Linked DNA regions of Drosophila melanogaster: region 2 is linked to region 1. A link is a contact called in public Hi-C data. All regions are on one chromosome and are shown on one strand. The core of a region is the stretch at or near the end of the contact, and the rest is flanking DNA. Distances in the headings are between cores, read along the strand shown.

Region 1 (2,850 bases), core at 182-2,681:
TAGTTAACGCCCTGCAGACGCCGCTGTTGCTATACATATGCGTGCTGCGCCAGCGACATGTGACATTTCTGCTGAAAAAGACCTGCTGCTACAATGAGCCACCGTCGGCAAACGACTGGGGCGATGAGCTGCATTATATGAACGGCAACGATTACTGAGGAGCCACCGTCCACACTAATATAAGTGTTTTCGTAGTTTAGCAATGTCCAACATTGAGATTTGTACTTAATTTTAACTAATTTATGCTGTACGAGATAGTTATTAAATGAGAAGTCTGACACCTACCTGACCAAACAGTTTTCCCTCCTCGCGACGAACCAAGGGTGACAGAAGAGCCCGCACAATCAGATGACAGTCGTCTAAAACCGTGTTGAAGAAGCGTCGAGTCGGCAAAAGTGCCTCCAAGTCGATAATAAACTCTAGGAAGCGCTCACAGTAGTGAACCACGTTGCGCGGCACCTCGCCTTCGGCGGGAATGCTTTCGAGTATGTGCAGGAAGTCAATGATAAGGTTCTGCATAAAGTGTCTCTCCCAGAGGACCTCCGGTTTGCTGTCTTTCTCCTTCTTGAGCAAGCGTTTCCAGTACTTTCGCCACTCAGGAACTTCTCGAAGCTCTTGTTCGCGACGGCCTGCAAGCAAATACATTTTTGATCACTTTGATAGATGTGAAGAGTTGCGAAGAAGAACTTACGAGGCTGCAGGCAATGCCACATGGACAAGGAGACTAGTCGTTTGGCCTGTTCTCTGCACAGCTCTATCTCCATGCTGTTAAAGCAGTGGTTAATGAACATCAACAGCGCTGTCCGCTCCCTTAGCGTGCTACTAGCCTCCTTTGCCTTTTTGCTCGGCAAACAGCTCTCTAGCACGTGGCGAAAGAAGGCTGGATACTGATCCGGGAGCTTTTCAAACACGGTCCAAACTTCGACGCGCTCCCGGAACTTCTCGTTGGCCATTATAACGATGGACATAAGGTGGGCATGGGTGGCGGTTTCACGTTGGTAGTGTGGCCACAGGTACTGCTCCAGATACTGACTGAACTCCAGCATGTTTATCCTCCGTGCACTGTGGCCACCGCCATCACCGATCTCCTCATTGTAAATGCGTTCGATGATCTTGGCACTGTACGGCAGGTGATCTGCTTTCGTGTCCGGCGTCCAGTACTGCGATGCCAGCTGTAAATAGGTTATCCAGATCTATAATTTACACTTCGATTTTGTCCAGCGGAGCACCCACCTGCCAAATAACATCGGAGCTGAGCTGGGACACTGTGAGCGATCCACTATTCTCCTTTGTAGTTTTAGCTGGTGGAACGGCTTGTTCGGCTCTAGTTTGACTTCTTCGCTTCATGTTGATCTTGTTAAATTGCACAAAAACGAAAATAAACACAAAAATCTGCAGCAAAACAAACGCTGCCGGTTGCTAGTGTGACCGTTGTAGGGCCGACAAAATATACCAAATTTTTTATTCCGAAATACTCTGTTCCCACCTCAACCCGTACCATCTGCAAAACGAATAACCAATCCGTTTCTAAATTAAAATGCAAGAAATAATATTTTATTAATTATTCAGAATTTGATTAATTACCGCTATCGAATTTCACTAAAATTTTAATGTAATTATTATAAAAACTTCACGTATTCTTTGCCGATGTCGCAGCCCTATGGAATGATACCATTTTTCGCAGGTCCGGCAACACGACGAAAGGTTTTTGTTTACAGCACGCCGGCAAGAGTTTTTATGATTTAAAGTGATATTTATTTGTAATTTAAGACAATTTTGACGCACACGAACTCACCATGTCGCAGACCATGCCGCCAGAAAACCTAAGCGTAAGTTGCGAGCATCGAGGTAATACAAATTGCGCTCTAATATCTTTCCATTCCAGAGCCGCCTGTTGACGGTGCTCAGTTTGCCTCTATTCGAGCGCGTGCACGAGCTGAGCATCCTGTTCGATCGGTGCTCCTTGCGCCAAGTGCAGGAGATCTTCCCCCACGTTGTGCACTCCATCTTCGGGATAGATGGCAATCCGTTGGGCTGGGGCCTGCGGACCACGACGCTTGAAAACAATCCGGTGCAATTCCAAACGCTGCACCAGTTCTTCGGCGTCTGTGGTCCCCTGATGCATGTTTGCCACCGTCTGCTCGTCGACCAGTACAAATTCGAACTAGACATCAATCTGCTGCCGGTAAGTGGATTAAATAGGGGTATTTATGGCTCACTCTAATTCCCTTCGTTTCAGGCGAAATTCGTTAGCCTGCTGCAGAATGGTCAGAATCCTAGTTTCTATGCAGAACTCATCAATGTGGAGACGATGATGCACCAGGTGTCCACGCTCTCGCTCAACGCCTTCGACTTCTATGTGATTCACTTTGTGCTATATGCCCTGCAGCCACTACACTCTATCAATCCCATAGCCATGCAAATCCACAATGTGCGCAGCAAAACGGTCTACTTGAAACTGGTGGCCGAGTACCTTAACAACTTCCTGCCGCTGCTTCCCGATGCACGCATAGAACCGGTGCACTTTAGCAGCGGGGTTAAGGCGCCACAGCCATTGCCAGCCCAAGCATTACAGCCCCAAAGACAACCGCGCTACATTAAGATTCCCAGCTCCTATCGCAATGGTGGAAACGTGTCGGGCGGCGGTGGCATTCCCAGTGCAAGCGTTGGCGTCGGGAACATATCACCACAGTCCAACAGCCCAAGTGCCAGCTCCAACCGGGCTTACGCATGGCGATCTGAAAGTGTACTCCACTTTTTCGTAGACATCTGGCTGCGTTACGACATCGAGTCGGAGCATCATTTGCCCAGCAGCGATTTTGTGCGCGGCGTACGCACCTTGGTCAAGCA
Region 2 (2,850 bases), core at 249-2,748, 130 kb before region 1:
TCCTCGTTGTGTTGGCGCAGTTCTATGCAGATGGCTTCCAACTCCTGCAACTTCCTCTGCTGATTATCACGCTCCTTTGCAATGACTTTGACCAGATTTTGCATTTGATCAAGCTTGGTCTGGAATAAGCTTACATTAAGGTTCCTGGCGTGATTTTTGGTGTTTTCCTGCTCCTTCGTTACACTTATCAATTGTTCCTTGTCAATTCTATGCTGCTGCTTTATAATGACTGCAAGCTCTTCGAGAGCGGTTATCTTCTTAAGTAGGTACTCCACATTCAAATTGCTCCTTTGGTTCTTTTGCTTCTGCTTCACTATTTTGGCTAGCCGATCCATTTCCTGAACTCTTTGCAGCAAGCGCTTGCGGTCAATTCCAGTGTCAATTGTTTGAGGATTATTGTCTGACTTTCCATTGTTCAGCTTCAGTTTTTCATTCTCGGCCTGCAGGGATGCCATCTTTGCGCACAACAGTTGCGAAGCTTTGATAATCTCCACCTGCCATTTGGAAACGGATGCGGCGTACTCGTGCTGCGTTTCCAGCAGCACGCACTTGCACTCCTTGAGGTTCTTCAACTTGCGGTGTACATCAATGAAGCGGTCCTTTAGAGAATTAAACTTCTTGCGTTGCTCAGAGTTAAGTTCCTTGATGTTTTGGTACTTTTGCTGCAGCACACTCGACTCTTCTTCCATCGTGGCGACTTGCTGGCGAAGACTAGCGTTTTCCGCCTCCGCTTCCTTAATTTTGGCAATGTCCACTTCCAAAAGTTCCAGATTCTTGCGCTGCTCGTTACCCAGAGCATTGACCTGTTGCATAGCCTTTTCCATGCGATCCACATTGGCAAGGAGGGCATCGTTTTCATCACTCAGTCGCCCAAGTTGGCGCTTTAGGCTCTCGTTCTCGATCTCGAATTGCGTCAGTCGATCGGCATCCTCTTTGGTCTTTCGTTTCAGATTATTCACTTCCTCGGTGAGGATGAGGTTCTTATCGGTGAAGTCCTGGACCATTTCCTGCATGGCTGGCAGGCTGCTCTGCTTCTCCGCCGCCCGTTTAAGGGCATCCTTGAGTCGGTGATTTTCCTCGGTGAGTTCTGAAAGAGAGTGGCTTGCATTATTCTGGAAGATTCCCTGAAACTCTCCATCAAACTTACCATCTTTTGCCTGTTTCGCCTTTTTAGCGATGTTGAGCAGGCCTTTGTATTTGCTGATGATTTCATCTTTGCTCAGCGCCTCGATCGGATTCGGGTTCTTCTGCAAATGCAAATAACAAGATGAGACGTCATCATCAATTCTAGCGACACCTTTTTACTCACCTGGGTTTCCCTCGGTGATGCGGCTTCCATGTTACTTGCTATTTTCGTATCCTTGCATTTAATAGCGGTCCAAACATTTATGTCTTAACTCAGATCAGTGGTTTTCCAATTAGCAAGCGACCCAGATTACTCGAAAATGTTTTTGGACCCTTAATCAATCCGAGCGAAGAAAACACTCCAGCCACACTAACAGCTGATAGGGCTGTCATCACCGCCCAATTAGTGATGAGCGTCTTTTTTTAAGAAGGTGACGCAAAAACGGAAAAATTACTAATTAAAATTAAATGAAAGAATAATATTGTCTTAAAAATATGTGCTTTTTAAGGATTTAATTATCACTGTTGCATAAAAAGGGCTCAACTTTTTAATAAGTATTATGAAATTACATTTTGGTCCAAGAACGTTACCTTTAAAATTAAACAATATGATTCAATAAATTTGTTTCACTACTATTGGTGTTGTTCAACTATCGAAGGAACCTCAACTATCGATTAATGTGACCGCTCACCACTGACCACCACTAGCTCTGCAGTACAAGCAACATTTGGCATCTCTACTGTTTATCATTTTCTTGATCCGTTAAAGTGATGGATTTGAGTGATAATAGCCAAGTGGAGGATCAATACTTTGTTTACAAGCATGATAAGCTATTCGGCGAGAGTTTCCCCCTGTTCAAGGAAATCCGCAGGATGGGCAAGCTGTGCGATGTCACCCTAAAGGTTGTTTGCGTGCAGACTGGGGCATTCAATCACCCGCAGCTCAGAGATACGTTCATTATCTAGCGTCTAAATATAAAATGCCATCCCAATTATTGCAGGTTGAAGATCAGACCTTCTCAGCGCACCGCGTTGTGCTGGCGGCCACCATCCCGTATTTCTATGCGATGTTCACCAACAACATGGCAGAGAGTCGGATCAAGGAGATCACCATGAAGGAGAGCGCCATAGAGCCAAGTGCCCTGGAGAGTCTGATCAACTATGTTTACAGCGGCCAAGTGCGCATCGACAACCAGAATGTGCAGAACCTGATGGTGGGCGCCAGCTTCCTGCAATTGTCCAACGTGCGGGATGCCTGTGCCAGTTTCCTGATCTCCCGCTTTCATCCGCACAATGTCCTGGGAATCCGCACCTTCGCCGACTCCATGATCTGCCGGCAGCTAATCGACGCTGCCGACAAGTATATTGATCAAAACTTTGCCAAAGTCTCGCAGTCGGAGGAGTTTCTCGCCCTGGACTGCGAACAATTGCTGGAGCTGATGCGCCGGGACGAACTCAACGTACGCACCGAGGAGGTCATCTTCGAGGCCTGCATGAAGTGGGTCAAGTACGCAGAAGACAAGCGCTCTGAGCTCTTTCCTCAGGTCCTGGCTGCAGTGCGTTTGCCATTGCTCTCGCCTCAGTTCCTGGCGGACCGTGTGGCCCGCGAGGAACTCATTCGATCCTCGCACCAATGCCGTGATCTCCTAGACGAGGCCAAGGACTTTCACCTCATGCCCGAGCGCAGGGGTCTGCTGCAGAGCTTTCGCACGCGCCAGAGATCCG

The links. A called contact is a pair of places that touch in the nucleus more often than the background predicts.
Region 2: a Hi-C map of the Kc167 cell line shows a contact between it and region 1, with 2.8 times the contacts expected there. The contact joins the promoter of GCC185 here to the promoter of CG31368 in region 1. A contact is called at or near these places in 11 of 107 Hi-C or Micro-C datasets (the Clone 8 cell line, the D17-c3 cell line, the Kc167 cell line and 6 more).

The regions. Positions count from the first base shown.
Region 1 is chr3R:11,881,371-11,884,220 of dm6, reverse strand. It overlaps CG31368, which reads right to left and starts at 1,431. Exons shown (of 8, transcript NM_206476.3): 1 at 1,234-1,431; 2 at 692-1,172; 3 at 286-629. The coding sequence starts at 1,347. It overlaps CG6962, which reads left to right and starts at 1,687. Exons shown (of 7, transcript NM_141867.4): 1 at 1,687-1,829; 2 at 1,886-2,185; 3 at 2,240-2,850. The coding sequence starts at 1,797. mthl5 (methuselah-like 5) reads left to right here. Exons shown (of 6, transcript NM_141869.3): 6 at 1-283. The coding sequence ends at 158.
Region 2 is chr3R:12,009,420-12,012,269 of dm6, reverse strand. It overlaps GCC185 (GRIP and coiled-coil domain containing 185 kDa), which reads right to left and starts at 1,498. Exons shown (of 5, transcript NM_001104285.2): 1 at 1,310-1,498; 2 at 1,148-1,247; 3 at 1-1,087. The coding sequence starts at 1,339. It overlaps KLHL18 (Kelch like family member 18), which reads left to right and starts at 1,836. Exons shown (of 5, transcript NM_001275565.1): 1 at 1,836-2,028; 2 at 2,127-2,850. The coding sequence starts at 1,897.